Linked DNA regions of Mus musculus: regions 1, 2, 4 and 5 are each linked to region 3. Evidence: chromatin contacts called from public Micro-C and promoter capture Hi-C data. All regions are on one chromosome and are shown on one strand. Each heading gives the region's core, a stretch centred on a gene start, on an enhancer-like site or on the middle of the called end of the contact. The rest is flanking DNA. Distances are from core to core; before and after follow the strand shown.

The links. Promoter capture Hi-C pulls out the DNA fragments that hold promoters and counts their contacts. Hi-C and Micro-C count contacts between places; a contact is called where the count stands out from the background.
Region 1: a contact with region 3 is called in a promoter capture Hi-C map of liver, with 2.9 times the contacts expected there. The contact joins the enhancer-like site here to the promoter of Map1lc3b in region 3. A contact is called at or near these places in 2 of 39 promoter capture datasets (hippocampal neurons and liver) and 3 of 115 datasets of contacts at active chromatin or transcription factors (bone marrow-derived macrophages, embryonic limb bud and extraembryonic endoderm stem cells).
Region 2: a contact with region 3 is called in a promoter capture Hi-C map of pre-B cells, with 2.3 times the contacts expected there. The contact joins the enhancer-like site here to the promoter of Map1lc3b in region 3. A contact is called at or near these places in 6 of 39 promoter capture datasets (the C10 cell line, cranial neural crest, embryonic stem cells and 3 more), 1 of 15 datasets of contacts at CTCF or cohesin (large pre-B cells) and 10 of 115 datasets of contacts at active chromatin or transcription factors (acute myeloid leukemia, astrocytes, bone marrow-derived dendritic cells and 7 more).
Region 4: a contact with region 3 is called in a Micro-C map of embryonic stem cells, with 6 times the contacts expected there. The contact joins the promoter of Zc3h18 here to the promoter of Map1lc3b in region 3. A contact is called at or near these places in 2 of 39 promoter capture datasets (cranial neural crest and erythroid cells), 2 of 484 Hi-C or Micro-C datasets (CD4 T cells and embryonic stem cells) and 2 of 115 datasets of contacts at active chromatin or transcription factors (astrocytes and extraembryonic endoderm stem cells).
Region 5: a contact with region 3 is called in a promoter capture Hi-C map of pre-B cells, with 2.1 times the contacts expected there. The contact joins the enhancer-like site here to the promoter of Map1lc3b in region 3. A contact is called at or near these places in 5 of 39 promoter capture datasets (the C10 cell line, liver and pre-B cells) and 5 of 115 datasets of contacts at active chromatin or transcription factors (bone marrow-derived macrophages, embryonic forebrain, embryonic limb bud and 2 more).

Annotation. Positions count from the first base shown.
Region 1 is chr8:120,618,623-120,621,460 of GRCm38.p6, forward strand. The region is part of intron 2 of Gm27021 (predicted gene, 27021); the gene reads right to left. All of the region lies in intron 2 of 1190005I06Rik (RIKEN cDNA 1190005I06 gene), which reads right to left. Among named protein-coding and RNA genes, the nearest start is that of Gm33075, 8.7 kb to the right of the region's middle. Within about 2 kb of position 1,354, at least 107 of the 459 cell types and tissues checked have an H3K27ac peak or open chromatin away from gene starts, as enhancers often do. A contact at or near this core is called in bone marrow-derived macrophages and liver, where this site is marked.
Region 2 is chr8:120,695,349-120,698,156 of GRCm38.p6, forward strand. All of the region lies in intron 1 of Gm39265 (a long non-coding RNA gene), which reads right to left. Among named protein-coding and RNA genes, the nearest start is that of Gm39265, 4.1 kb to the right of the region's middle. Within about 2 kb of position 1,558, at least 63 of the 459 cell types and tissues checked have an H3K27ac peak or open chromatin away from gene starts, as enhancers often do. A contact at or near this core is called in acute myeloid leukemia, bone marrow-derived macrophages, memory CD8 T cells and 2 more, where this site is marked.
Region 3 is chr8:121,589,051-121,591,750 of GRCm38.p6, forward strand. It overlaps Map1lc3b (microtubule-associated protein 1 light chain 3 beta), which reads left to right and starts at 1,388. Exons shown (of 4, transcript NM_026160.5): 1 at 1,388-1,514. The coding sequence starts at 1,475.
Region 4 is chr8:122,375,260-122,377,959 of GRCm38.p6, forward strand. Zc3h18 (zinc finger CCCH-type containing 18) reads left to right here and starts at 1,357. Exons shown (of 18, transcript NM_001029994.1): 1 at 1,357-1,541. It overlaps Gm39270 (adenomatous polyposis coli protein 2-like), which reads right to left and starts at 1,825. Exons shown (of 2, transcript XM_030243895.1): 1 at 1,102-1,825. The coding sequence starts at 1,812. The coding sequence ends at 1,174.
Region 5 is chr8:120,758,624-120,761,323 of GRCm38.p6, forward strand. No RefSeq gene overlaps it. Among named protein-coding and RNA genes, the nearest start is that of Gm39266, 10 kb to the right of the region's middle. Within about 2 kb of position 1,433, at least 35 of the 459 cell types and tissues checked have an H3K27ac peak or open chromatin away from gene starts, as enhancers often do. A contact at or near this core is called in bone marrow-derived macrophages, memory CD8 T cells and pre-B cells, where this site is marked.

The sequences.
Region 1 (2,838 bases), core at 104-2,603, 970 kb before region 3:
AACAAAATGGTTGCCGCTTGGTTTATGGTTGTATGTGTGTGTGTGTGGGGGGGGGGGTGTTCACCACGACATATTAAAAGAGTTGCAGCTTTAGGGAGGTTGGGAAACCACTGGGCTACACTGCCTGTCATTAATTCTATCATCTCAGGTCACTCTGCTGAGTATCTTTTAATGCACCTCCCAGGAATACCAGCTGGCTCAATTTTAGCATTTCCTTAACAATCCAACCAATAAGAGGCACCTGGTATGAAGAGCACCCACGTGCCCGTCAGGGGCTCCACGATCTCTGCATACAGCTGGGGTGGGTGCTAGCTGGCAGGTTAGCTTAGAAGATAGAGCTTGCCCAGCATACACAAAATCTTGGGTTCCATACCCAGCACCACATTAAAAAAAAAAAAAAAAAAAAAAAGCCAGGCGTGGTGGCTCACACCTTTAATCCCAGCACTCAGGAGGCAGAGGCAGGCAGATTTCTGAGTTCGAGGCCAGCCTGGTCTACAAAGTGAGTTCCAGGATAGCCAGGGCTATACAGAGAAACCCTGTCTCGAAAAACCAAAAAAAAAAAAAAAAAAAAAGGGTGTGGTGGTGAACACCTGCACTCAGGGGGGTGGGGGGGGCGGGGCTCAGGCTCAGCATGAGCTACCTTCTCTCTTGTTAGATGGCCCTGGACTTGGGAACGAAGCCCATCTTGGCCAGGGCTGCCTACTTGTTGTATCAGGCTTCTGTGACCCACTTCTGGGTAAAGGAATAAACAACCCCAGCCCTGGCCCTGGAGGAGCTCAGACTCGGACAACAGGCATTCATTGTGCATCCATTGGGTACCAGGCAGTGCACCAGGCGCTGGGCATGGGAAACTGAGATCAAAATGACTCCACAGGTGCTGCTCTGCCTGGTCCCTGTGCCTGCCCTGCCTCCTGCTCCAGGTTCCAGCAACAGAAACAGAGTGAGACATGTTTCTCTATCAGAGGGAGCTAGTCAATATTCCACAAACCTCCCCGACCTCCTGCCTGTTTTTTCCAACCCTGGATGTTCCCCAAGCCCTGTCACATGCTTCCTCTTTGTACCAGTTGGGTAATCATGTCAGGCCCTGCCTGCATCAGAATAAAAGCAGCGAGCTTCTGTCCTGGGCGCGCTCCCTTTACACAAAAGAGAAAAACAAAACAAAATAACAACAACAACAACAACAACTGCCGTCTCTTTAGGGGGCTCTGAGATCACTCTTCCCAGCAAAGGAACCACAAAGATTACAGGGTCTGTGTGGGGACAAGACAGACCCCATTTGAACACTTTGCTAGGAGAGCCACCACACCGAGATACAGTGTGGTCACATGGGTCTGATGTTGGCTCCTGGAGACACAGTCATGAGTCTGGCTTGGTCACAAGAGGAACAAGGGCAAACAACAGACTATGGGTGGCTTGAGGGGGCCAATCAAAGCAGCAGAAGGGACAGAGAAGGGTTCTGGGGCAGCCACTGCCTTAGCAAAGGCCCTGGGGTAGGAACCAGGGGCTGAGCAGACAAAATGCTAAGACTCTCTCAGGACATCTAGCCGCTGTTCATTTTCCTTCACTTTCTGTTTATAACACCAACCGTCGCGAAAGCCTATGTCCCTACAGATGTGGTGATGGCTCTGGCCGTTTTTACCTCTTTATAGTGGCCTGGGCCCAACAGAGATGGTTTAAAATCTCTTTTCAATTAAGGGGAAAGCTCCTGCTTGCGTCAGGGGCCTGCGGCTGGAGCTCGCACTGGGAGGAGCCTGTGAAGAGACTGAGAGAGTTCAGGCTGAGGGCTGACCTCCTGCCTGCACCCCTGTACGTCCAGCAACCAGTTCCTGCCGCCCTGCAGGACTCTCAGGGAAGGCTGCTGGGGTCTCAGCTGTGTGAGAGCGCTCACAGGGTCCAGCCCCGGCTTCATCACTGAGCAGCTCTGATCCTTTCTCCTGGCCTCTCAACCCTAAACTGGACATAGGAGGGTGACCGACCGTAAGAGCTTAGTCACAGGAAACAGGCAAAGCTGGACTCAGGGCTCATGTCTGACATCTCTGAGTCAACAGTGTGCACTCGACGTGAGGCAGGAGGATGGTCCTGTCTCATTTCATTTGTTTATTTCTTGAGATAAGGCTTTGTTTGTTCTACTGTGTGGGCCTTGAACTCTGATCCTCCTGCCTTAGCCTCCTGCCTGCTGACAGTGTGTGCATCACAGCATCCTGTGGGGCTTGTGTTTCTCTGACATCTGGCACTTTCTTATTGTGGGACACATGTATTCACACACACACACACACACACACACACACACACACACACCAACCTCGGTTGAGAATCACAGGTGTAATCTGTACAATTCCAGCATTTGGGAGGTTGAGGTTAGAGGCTGGCTATTGAATTTTAGGCTATCTTAGGCTAATTTAGGCTAGCCTGGACTATACAGTAAATTATGCTTCAAGAAAATTGATCACTGAGCAGTAGTGGCGCATGCCTTTAATCCCAGCACTTGGGAGGCAGAGGCAGGCAGATTTCTGAGTTCAAGGCCAGCCTGGTCTACAGGGTGAGTTCCAGGATAGCTACACAGAGAAACCCTGTCTTGAAAAAAAAAAAAAAGAAAGAAAGAAAGAAAAGAAAAGAAAATTGATTGTGCATGTGTGCATGCGTGTGTACGTATTTGTATGTGTGTGTGTGTGTGTGTGTGTGTGTCGGTGTGTGTCGGTGTGTGCACATTCATATGCTATTGCTCTTGGTAATGGCCCAGAATGTGTTCGTGGCCTGGAGCAGGTACCTTGATAGTTGTTGGTTTCCACAGCCCATTACACTCTATGAAGGTTGGAGCCACATAAGGGGTTACAGCAC
Region 2 (2,808 bases), core at 308-2,807, 890 kb before region 3:
AGACAGCAGACCCCGCCTGAGTTTCATGTGGATAACCCACAGGCCAAGGGCAACAAACGTCTCTACAAGAAGCCACTTGACCTGCAAGACTAGAGAGGAGTCCCTAGAATGAATTCTACCAAAAGACACTCACTCCTATTGTATGTGTGTGTTGTATATGTTGTGCACACACGTTCATGTGTGTAGTGTATGTCATGTACACATGCTCACACATGTATACTGTTGTTACATGTTCATTATGTGCGCAAACCAGAGTCAACGTCAGATGTCTTTCTCTGTTGTTTTCTACAGTCCTCTCTTAAGACAAGGTTTCTCTCTAAACCTGACGCTCACTGATTGTCTAGACTGGCTGGTGAACTCCATCGGTCTGCTCGTCTCTGCCTCCCCGGCACCAGGATTACAGCCATGTGTTGCCACACCTGGCTTTTTAATGTTTGCTAGGGATCTGCACCCAGGTCCTCATGCTTGCACAGAAAGCACTTTACTAAGCTACCTCTACAGCCCAGGTTGTGTCTGCTTATTACGATGTTAAAAGGTAAACCTGGTGGGCACAAGGTGCGTGCATGCTTGTAGACACAGCCAGACAGAAGGCAGAGGAGAATGCTTGGGGCCTAAAGCTGCAGTCCGGCTTGGATAACAACGGCCTGTTGCCAACCCAACCCAACCCAAACTCAACCTAAGCTACTCGCCACACCCCCATAGTGCCTACCTCATCATCGCTGGTTTAAGACAGGAAAGCCTGTCATCTGGGTGCAGTGAGCATCAACTTGGGAAGCAGAAATTCAGTGGCTGCAAGTCTTCATGTGACTGCAGGCTTGCTCAATTAAACCTCAGTGACGGTGGGCATGCCCCCTACCTCTCAACCCACTTTCCCAAGGAGCATGCAGGTACAAGAGATGAGCCTAAGTGGCTCAGACTCTTCCCTGTCTGCCCCTCCTTCCCCTCAGTGAGGTTTGGGGGAGGATCACACTGAGAAGTGTGGCTTCAGGCTCACTTTATCCCTAACAGCTCTGCTTATTTGAGGTCCTTATGAAGCAGTAAGCTCTCTACTACTCAAAGCGTCCGAGAAGGCTTCCAGGCATCTTTGAGAGAGTGTTTGCTTGTGTAAGGCACAAGACCAGCTCAGCATCTGACAGACAGCCACACATCTGTCACCTGCTCTCAGAATGGAGCACAGCAGGCTCTCCCGTTCACTGACATCCTCCACAGCTGCGTCTGCACTCAGAATCCAGCAGCTGTGACAGAGAGGGGACGGGCTGCAAAGCCTTACTCGCCACGCTCCTGGTCCTTCTAGGGTTAAAGGGTTGGACGGCTGTCCAGATGGATTTCGTCACTTAGATTGGGGTCTGGATGTGGCCAACAACTTCCATCTGCTTCATCTGTGACAATACTACATTAGATCAACAGGAAACATTATTTTCCCAGGAAACAATGTATTACATAGTTACCATGTAAAATAATGTTTTACATAGTTACCATGGAAATAGTGGCAAAGCTTGGTAGGGTGAGGGCCACACCAGTTCCATCATGAAACCCTATGAAGACAGGCTCAGCTCCAATCTCAGTCAGAGCTCCACAGAAAGGAGCCAAGTGCGGTGTCAGCGTGAGAATGCTCCATGCCAGAACTGGTGGAAACAGGATTTTTTTTTTTTTGAGATAGGGTCTCTCTATGCAACTCAGGCTATCCATGTAAACCAGGCTGGCCTTGAACTCACAGAGCTAAAGAGTGCCGGGCACCACACTCCTGCCAAAGCATGAATTTTCAACCCATGAAGTGCAGAGCAGAAGAGAGAAAAACAAAGCGACAGTTAGATGTGTAGAGACGCTCCAGACACCGCAGACCAAAATGCCTGGCAAGCAGCCAGAGGGCGAGCCAGCCGGGGGAGAAGAGCTGTTGCCACAGTGCTGGATGCTGAGGGCCACAGAAGAGCATCGCTAGAGAGACAGAAGAAGGAAAGCGCCATGCTAGACCGGGACCCTACTCAGTTACTGCTCAAGAGGAACAGAGGAAGGGACACAGGCACAGGAGCTGCTCTGCGGAGGACAGCGAGCAAGTGCCACAGAGAGCTGCAAGCAGGGAGGAGGCCTAGTCCTTAAGTTCAAGTCCCATCTTCATCCACCAGATACACTGTCCTGGTGGGACACACCCACTGAACACCCAGACACCCCACAAGAGTTTCTGCAGCGCTGGGAAGCTGGGTTGGTGGTGTCAGGGCTGGGAGATGGTTGGTGGCGTAGGTGTGGAACTCTTACTGAAGCCAGGCTCCTTTATCATCCCAGACTTAGGGAACAAAGCGGGTGGAATCTGCCTGGTTGTTCTCTCACCACTTGACAGGGCAGAGTTTTTTTTTTTTTTTTTTTTTTTTTTTAATAAGAAATAACCTTTTCAGCAAATCCTGCATACTCTTTAACCTCTCGTTCCCCCCGCCCCCCCTCCCCACCCCCCCATAGTTGTGACATGTCTACATGAAATCAGCCACAGGAAGGAAGCCTGCTGGAGAAGCTATTTTCTGAGCATCTCTTTATAGCCCTGATTGCACAACGCTGATACACGGAGGCCGGACTCTCAGCTCAGGCCCTTGGTGGCAGCTATAACTCAAGAATCAAATGTCTCAGAAAGCACAAGAACCATGTGCATGAAGAGAGTCCAAGATAATATTCATACACACACACACACACACACACACACACACACACACACACACACACATGCCTGTACACTGTGTGCATGCAGTACCCATAGAGGCCAGAAGAGGGCACCAGGGGCCCCTGGAACTGGAGTTAAAGATGGTTGTGAGCCTCCATGGA
Region 3 (2,700 bases), core at 138-2,637:
TCTCTTGCACCTCAGACCAGAAGCTTCATACAAAACAACAAAGTTCGGGCAATTAACAATGCAAAGCAAGCAAACAAAGGAAAGTAACCAGCCCTCAGGATTTCACTCCATAATGTGTTTTCAGCTTTTCCCGGTCACAGAGATGTAGAAGATCCCTTGGACAAACAGCACTTGAAGAAGGTTATTTCCATTTAAAGGAGGAAGTCTGGGCTGTAGGGATAGTACAGTGTCAGGTGGTAGGTCTGCAGGGTCACAAGGCTGGCTCAGATGTGGCATCACTGGGGGTGGGATGGGGGTGAGGTGGCTGCTCCACACTCTAGACCTGTCTGTCACCTGCTCCTACAAACTGAAGATAGGAAGTAGCTTGAGGCCCAGAGAAAGTGCTAAACCGTGGCTGACTGACCATTGGCCTGGCCTGAGGAGACTGAAACCTGTCCTAGCCTGTAATCAGGCCCAGGCTCAGCAGGAGTCAAAGTGAGGACATGCCTGTGATAAAGCCACCCTGGGGTCACCTGAGGTAGAAGGATCTGTCTGAGAAGGGACAGCTGAGATAAAGCTCTTGGGACAGAACTGTGCTCTGTGGCTTTCCAAGGTGGATCCTGTCGGGATCAGGCCTCTGCTGCAGTTCCTGGACACAGTCTGATTGCTCACCAACCAAAAAAATCTAAAAAAACAAAAAACGTGATAGGTGGTAGTAAGGAAATGAGGGCACACATGGGCTAGCACCCTGGAAAGATAGGTGAGCCATGCCCCTCAAATTCCATGCTCAGCAAGCTCAGACACATAAAAGGGCTTTTATGGGAAGAGAGAGTGGACAGGTTGCACAGCAGGTGTTGTCATCGTCTTTCTTTTTGCTGGAACAAGTCATTGATCTTGCCCTCCAGTGACAAGTCTGTAGTCCCTAAGACCTTGCTTCTCTGCGACTTCGACTTAGGAGTAAATACTTGTGTTTATGGCAGCACAAGACTCGCAGGGGAAGAGCCACAAGATCAGATCCAACCATAAGTCTCCAGACGTCTCCATAATCGTAAAGATTTAGCAGGCAAGACCACAAGTCAGTTTTTTGTTATTTGGGTTGGGGGTGGGTAGAATTTAGGAATATCAAATACAGCGGCAAGGGAGCGGACATTGGACCACCAGCTGGATCATGCAAGGACTGAAGGGGAATGAAGTCTGCAGGACTCCATCGCACCAGCGCCCGACCCACGCAGACAGTTAACAGATGCTCGCCCAGCGTGTGCCCAGCGAGCGCCCAGCGTAGCTGGCGTAGGCGCAGGCGCATGGCTTGGGCGCGTGCACGCTTGCGCGCCGCCGAGCTTCCGCCACGCCTGTCATGGCCGCTCTCGGGGGCCGCCCTCGGCCCCACCCTCGGTGACGCGCCGCGAGTCACCTGACTCGGCTGCGGACTGAGACACACACAAGGGAAGTGATCGTCGCCGGAGTCAGATCGTCTGGCTCGGGACCCCCGCGCGCCATGCCGTCCGAGAAGACCTTCAAGCAGCGCCGGAGCTTTGGTGAGCCCCGCGGGCCCGGGGATGGGAGATCCGGGTGCCGGGAGCGCTGAATGCCCGGACGCCGGTGGTGTCTTGCGGGGCCGAGACCCGGCGGGGCCCGGAGCGACGCAGCCAGTGGGATATTGGTCTCGGGGGGGTTCGGTCTCCGGGGTAGCTCGGGTGCTCAGCGTCGCCTTGGCCGTCGGTCGCCGATGGGCTCGGCGTCCCCTGCGGGACTGGAGGCCCGACCCCGGTGGCGTAGGGTACCGCAGGCTCTGCGCGCTTGGCTGTGTCCTTCGTGGGCCCCAGGTCCGGGCGCCCCGCAAGCCTCGGAGCAGCACCCAGCCGCCTTTGCACCCGAAGTCGTCTTGGGCATATGTGTGTGTGTGGAGGGGGGGGTGGCCTTTGTCTCATAACGGAAACTTAACAGCTGTTTTGTTTTGTTTGCTTGTACTGATCTTAAGTTATTCTGGAACAGCCCTCAAGAAAGGAGTGTGGGTTGGGGAAAATGAGCCGTGCACAAACATTAGCTCTGACGCGGGTCCCCAGAGTGGCCGGGGGTAATCTCTCCGAAGCTCCATCTGGCTTGCGATTGTTTTTCTCTAGATTGCCTTCCCTCTCTCCCTAACCCAGCTATTCTGAAGAAAGCGCGGGCATCCGATTGCTGCGGCTTTCCTTTGCTTTTTGACTTTATTGGACCTAAACTGGTGGGCACTGACAGTTGAGAGGTTCCCCACACAGATGTTCAAAGCGGCCCCTTTGAGGAGGCCAGGACCGGTCTTGCTCCTTTCCAGTGAGTTTGGAGGGATTTAGGTTGGAGCTCTAGAGTTTCCACTATCCAGACTGCGGGAATGTTTACAAGGTGGATGGATTTAGGTAGGGCTCACCCCAAACCGACCCTTTGTAGCTGAAGCACCTGGGTGGGGCTTAGGGCGGTGAAGCTCAGGGTCCGCCTAGTGGCAGAGTCCCATTAGCTTTCTGTTATAAATTCTTACACTTCCAGTAAGCAGCGATCATCCCCAGTGCTGTAAGGAAGGAGACTGGCAGCCAGGAGGCCCGTGTAGGCTTGCAGATTCTTAGAAGGACGCGCCCAATTTCCCAAGTTTAGAACTGATCACGTGATTTCAGGCTTCTCAAGTGGTTCCACTGAGTTTTTCTGGGGTGATCCAGTGTTTGCTTCCCCACCCCCAAAACGGTCCTAAACTCC
Region 4 (2,700 bases), core at 107-2,606, 790 kb after region 3:
GTGGTGGTGGTGGTGTATGAAAAGAGATATACATATATACATGCACACATACATAGGAGAGAGGGGGGAGAGAGAGGGAGAACCTTCTGTCTGACCTGATTGGCAGCCACCTTTAATCCCAGCACTAGCATGATCTCTCAAATAGCTCTCCTTGGTATCTATTGAAGGACACCAATCTATGAGATCCAGACCCCACCTTTATACCCTCACGGAGAGGCTCTGCTTTGAAATCCATACCAGCTTGGTGCTAGGACTTCACATGTAAGTAACTTGGAGGGTGGGCGGCATAGTTCAGTCGCATTATGGAGTCAAAAGTATTCGACTTGTCATGACTGGCGCCTTCCTAGGCGTCCTCGGTGTTTGTAGCATGTGTCTGAACTTCATCCCTTTCTGTGGCCCAATTAATGCAGGACTGTAAGACCAGAACTCCCCCCCCCCCTTATATCAGTTTATGGGCATCCGGGTGGTTTCACTTTGAGGAAGACAGGCAGCCCCTAACCAGTAAGACCAAGATCAGATTCAAAATTTGCAAGGGGTCAGTACCTAATGATCTCCGTACCTTTTATCAGGTCATGGGGGGGGGGGGGGGTTGGACTTCGGGCTCCAGCAGCTGAGCCCCATCTGGGTAGTAGGAGGGGACTGAAAAATGACCCAATCAGTTTAAGTCCTCCCCAGGGAGGTTACACTGGGTCACGGTAATTTAACGATGCCAGAGATGTTTAGCGTCACAGAAACAGGTAAGAGGATCTAAATCCTTCAACTCCAAAATCTTTTTTTTTTTTTTGAGGGTACCAGGGCCTCGCACATACTTGGCAGGTGCTGTCTCAACCTCAGAGCTACACTCCAGCCCCCAAAACACTTTTGGTCAAGTATTGATTTTTTTTTTTCCGAGACAGGGTTTCTGTGTAGCCCTGGATGTCCTGGAACTCACTCTGTACACCAAGCTGGCCTCGAATTCTGAAATCCGCCTGCCTCAGCCTCCCAAGTGCTGGGATTAAATACAGCCCGGCAAAATATTGATATTTAATAAGGCAGAAAGTTCGTGCCCTGAAGAAACGAATGCTAAGTTTTCAGACCCTGGAAGTGTCCACTCGCACTCACCAAGAGCCTCAAAGGGCTTTCCCTTTCCGGCACGCATCCCGCCTGCTCCTCATCTGATCTCATCCCAAGCAACTACCACGAAGAGCCACCGACTGCGCACGCGCCGCCAGGAGGCCCGCTAGAGGGCGGGGTCGACCTCGGTGAGCCTGCGCAGTAGCAGAGCCTTGGGAGCGCGCGCCGCGGAGGCGAGGCCGGCGGAGGCCGGAAGGAAGTGCGGAAGAGGGCGGGGCTAGCGAGGGAAGCCCGCCGGTTCGCAAGACGGCCGTCGCGGCCTGATGACGTTGCACAATGGCCGGCCCCCGCGGGTAGTGGAGCCCGTTTGTTCCGCCCGCGTCGTGCCCAAAGCCGGAGCCAGTGAGGAGCGAAAAGGCTGAGGAACGTCTCGTCCACGCTGCCCCCACCACAGCGGAGCCGTGGCCGCCTCCCGTCTTCGCGTTGAGGTAAGCTGGGCCGGCGGGCGGCGGGGAGAAGGCCGCCCCAGCGGCGGCGGGAGCGAGGCCCCGGAGCCCGGCGCCGCCTCCCGAGCTCTCGGGCGCGCCCCCGGCTGTGCGCAGCCGCGGGCCGAAGCGCGGGCCGGGACAGCGGGCAGGCGCGAGCCCGCTGCGGCCTGGGACGTCCGGGCGGGTGCCGTGGCGCGCCGCGGTCTGCCGTGGTGAAGTTGCTTTTCCTGAAGCTGTCATTTTCCCTTCCGGGCCACTCGGCGTGGCACATGTTCGCCGCCCACAAAGGGGAGCGGATCGCGCAGGTTGGCTCGGGAGGAGGCCCGCTTGGACTCTCGACGGGCTCTGCAGGGAACTTTGAACTCTCTGGAGCCTCCTGCAACTTGCTCTCGCAACTTCAAGCGAGCACAGGTTGGACGGACCCACTGTGCTCCAAGAGTCCCGGGTCGCTTAGGAAGTGTGACCTCCTCGCCTCTTGGACTGTGAGCTTAGAGATGCCATTTCTTTAGTGTAAAGTAGCCAGGCGATTGTAGTGCTAGAAGGAAATTAAACTAAGACCTATAGTCTCGCCCCTACTAGATACTTAGTTTCCCGTATACTTTTGACAGCTGAGTTTACCGGGCACAATAGCTGTTTCAAATGAGCTTTTTCTTGGCACTTATTAACAAGAGTAATCTTCAGACCCATTTGAGGGTAGTAGAAGAAGGCATTTGTTTCTTCTTCATCACATTACCTATCCCAAGGCAGAGGTTGAGATTCTCTGTCCCTAGGCTAGTTCCCATTTCCCAGCCCCCTGAGAGGAGAATGCGAATGATCTGAACACGTTTGAAGCCAGCCAGTTCTGGAACCAATCAATATGTCCCCAAAGCTGAAACTCCTCTCTAGTCGTAGATGGGGAATGCTCAAACATTTTAAGAGCACTTCGGATTTACTTCCTGAACACTCAGCAGGTAAGTTTGCTTTGCTCATCTCCAAAGAGATAGCTTGTCATCTGCAGACCATCCCAAGGAGACCATCTCCTTACCGAAGAGTTTTTGCAGAGCTTAAGTCACTTTGCGGGTGGTGTTTTCAACATCCTGACATTCTTGCTCTATACATGGATGGAGCTATGAATAAGTTTTTTTAACCAGGCATAACAGAACTTAGACATCAACATAGG
Region 5 (2,700 bases), core at 183-2,682, 830 kb before region 3:
GGGTGTGGTGGTGCACTCCTGTAAGCCAAGCATTCCAGAAGCTGAGGCAGGAGGATGGTGAGTTCCAGACCATGCTGGGCTACACAGTGAAACACTGTCTCAAGAAACCAAGCTGCAACAATAGTGGAATTAGCACTCAATTGTTTGGAGTGATAAAGAAACGTATGACTGTGCAGAGTTATATGTTTTCCCTTTATTTATGGACACCGATTTAATTGAATATGATATTAATGTGGTCATTTCTGAGCCTTCCATTGTAAACAGTAATGAATTTATTAAACTTCTCTCATTAGGTTCCTTACACAGAGTCTGTGCTAGCCTAGTGGAAGGGCTGCCTTGCTGACTCCCCGATCCTGGCTTCCCTTCCGGACCAGAGCCTGGAGTTCTGTAGCTTTCTCTTTTACTATTATTATTTTGTTTGTTTGTTTCTGAGAAAGAATCTTAATCTATATTCCAGGCTGACCTCAAACTTGGTTTTGATGCTCACGGCAGGTGGTGGGACAGGCCAGTGAGGCGTTGCCTGTGATCCACCCACCGGGAGCCCTGTGATGGGAAGAAGGGATCAGTGGTTGGCTCAGGGCTTCGGAGAGACTTGAGATCCCCTCATGAAGGTGATCCCATGTTGCTTTAGGCAGTCCTACGGACTCGCACATCCTGCAGGAGGAGTCGCTGTGAGCATCCCTTAGAGGACATCAAAATAGTGTGCTTTTGGTTTAGCCTTTCCTATGCGGTGGGAGGGGAAGGGGCGGGAGAGGGAAGGAAGGGCAGAATCTGGGCTCTAGGATCCCTTGTGGTGAGGTTTGGGGAAGGGAATAGGCTTTCGTGGATGCTGCCCGGTGAGCAGGGTCCTCCTGTCCTGCCCCCCCATCCCGTTAGCATGTGCAAGTGGAGGACTGAGCTCTGAGTGACCCTGGCTTGGAGCTGTGTTGCAGATTGGGACTGAACTCAATATATGTTGGCATTATGGGTCATACCTTTGTGCTGAGGGCTATCCCTACTATCCCCTACTTTGTGCTGAGGGCTATCCCTACTATCCCCTACTTTGCTTTTGTCTGAAGTATATAGAAAAAAAACTTAAAAAATTGCCCAAACCCCAAAAGGGACATGGGAGGTATCCCCTTAGCAGGTCCTTAGCCAGCTTTGGGGGAGAAAAACCAGTGTCTCAGCCACCCTGGATCCCCTTTTCCTTCCTGTCCGTGGCTTCTGCAAGGGTCTCTCAGCCTCTAGTGCCATGAGCGGGGCATTGGTCAATGCAGGGTAGAGATCCCGAGGCCAGAATAAAGTGACTCTTGCCAAGGCCTCTGAGAACAAGTCAAACATCTGATGATGGGAGAGTCTTCTTGATTATCCATGCAAGCCAGTGTCACAGGGTTGAGTCAGAACTATGAAGAAGGGACACGTGGGTCAGAGCCAGAGAAGACACGTGACACGGCAGGACAGGATTTAGTTGGGCTGAGATGACTCTTGAAGCTGAGGACTGGCAGGGAAACACAGGAGGTTCTAGAAGGAACCACCACCCCAATCTGTAGTCCTGACCTTGGGGACTGTCAGGGAACGGGTGTGTGCTGTTTTTAAGTCACTGCTACAGCACTGTCCACAGCCATAGGACAGTGACACAGAATGTTGACCTTCAGAGGAGAAACCCAGGACTCCCGGGATGGGAGTTAGGGATCCTGGGTTGGATGGCGGGTCACATCATCCCCTTTTCTCCGGACTCAACTTCCTCCCAGCTGTCTCTCTTTCATCAGCATCCTGTCCTTCTCACATGGGAGCCACACTGCCCCCCAGTACTTGGGGACACTGGGGTGGAAACCCCAAGGTTGAAAATAGCCCTGTATTATTCTTGGTTAAGTTTCTGCTCTTTCCCCGAGGCAGCCGGCTGAGAAAGCCACTTCCTTCTGCCAGCCTGCCGTCCATACTGGCATCTGTCTTCTGTCCTGCTGGGCTTTCAGCCACCTGGGGCTGGCCCAGAGGTGGGCTTCTGTGGAAAGATTTTCCCTGTGTTCCTGCCCTGACTGTGGCAGAAGTTTTGGAGCAGAGCGGAGCGGAGAGGGAGGGGGCTGCTGCCTGCTTTGGTCTTCTTGTTCTAGGGTCTTTCTTATTGTCAAGTTTGAGGCCATGTTTCCTTTCTCAGGGTGTGAGCTCCGACCACGATGGTGTCACAGCCAAGAACTTGTTTCCACTCAAAACCACGGGCCGGGCCGGCAAAGACCTTTTTAAAGAAAATTCTTACCCCCCCCCCCCCCCCCCGTTTCTCAAGCTTGACCTTAAAGGACCGGTTGCCACTGAGAGATGTAAATGACGCCATAGGACACAGATCGCCTTAGGTGTGGGAGGAGAATGACACTTTTAAAGAGGGGCTTCCCGAAGGCAAAGCTTCAGATGATGGCTTGTCTCGCTCACCACAGAGCAGGCCAGAGATGTTTGTCCAGTGAAATGGATGTGGATGTGTAAGCGAGGAGCCGCTGGGTCTGATGGGACTTGAAGGTTCTAGAACATATGGTCACCCTCTCTGCTAAGTGTGACCCATGTGCTGATCCCTTGAAATCATTCTCCAGGTGGATTACAGTGCCTCGAGTGTCTTCTGGACTAGAAGACAACCCGGTGGGGACAGCGATCCATTCCAGCATGCTGGATTCTACCCACGATCCTGAGTGGCCCCAGTGATATCCAGGGCAGGTCCCCTCACCCATGAGTTGC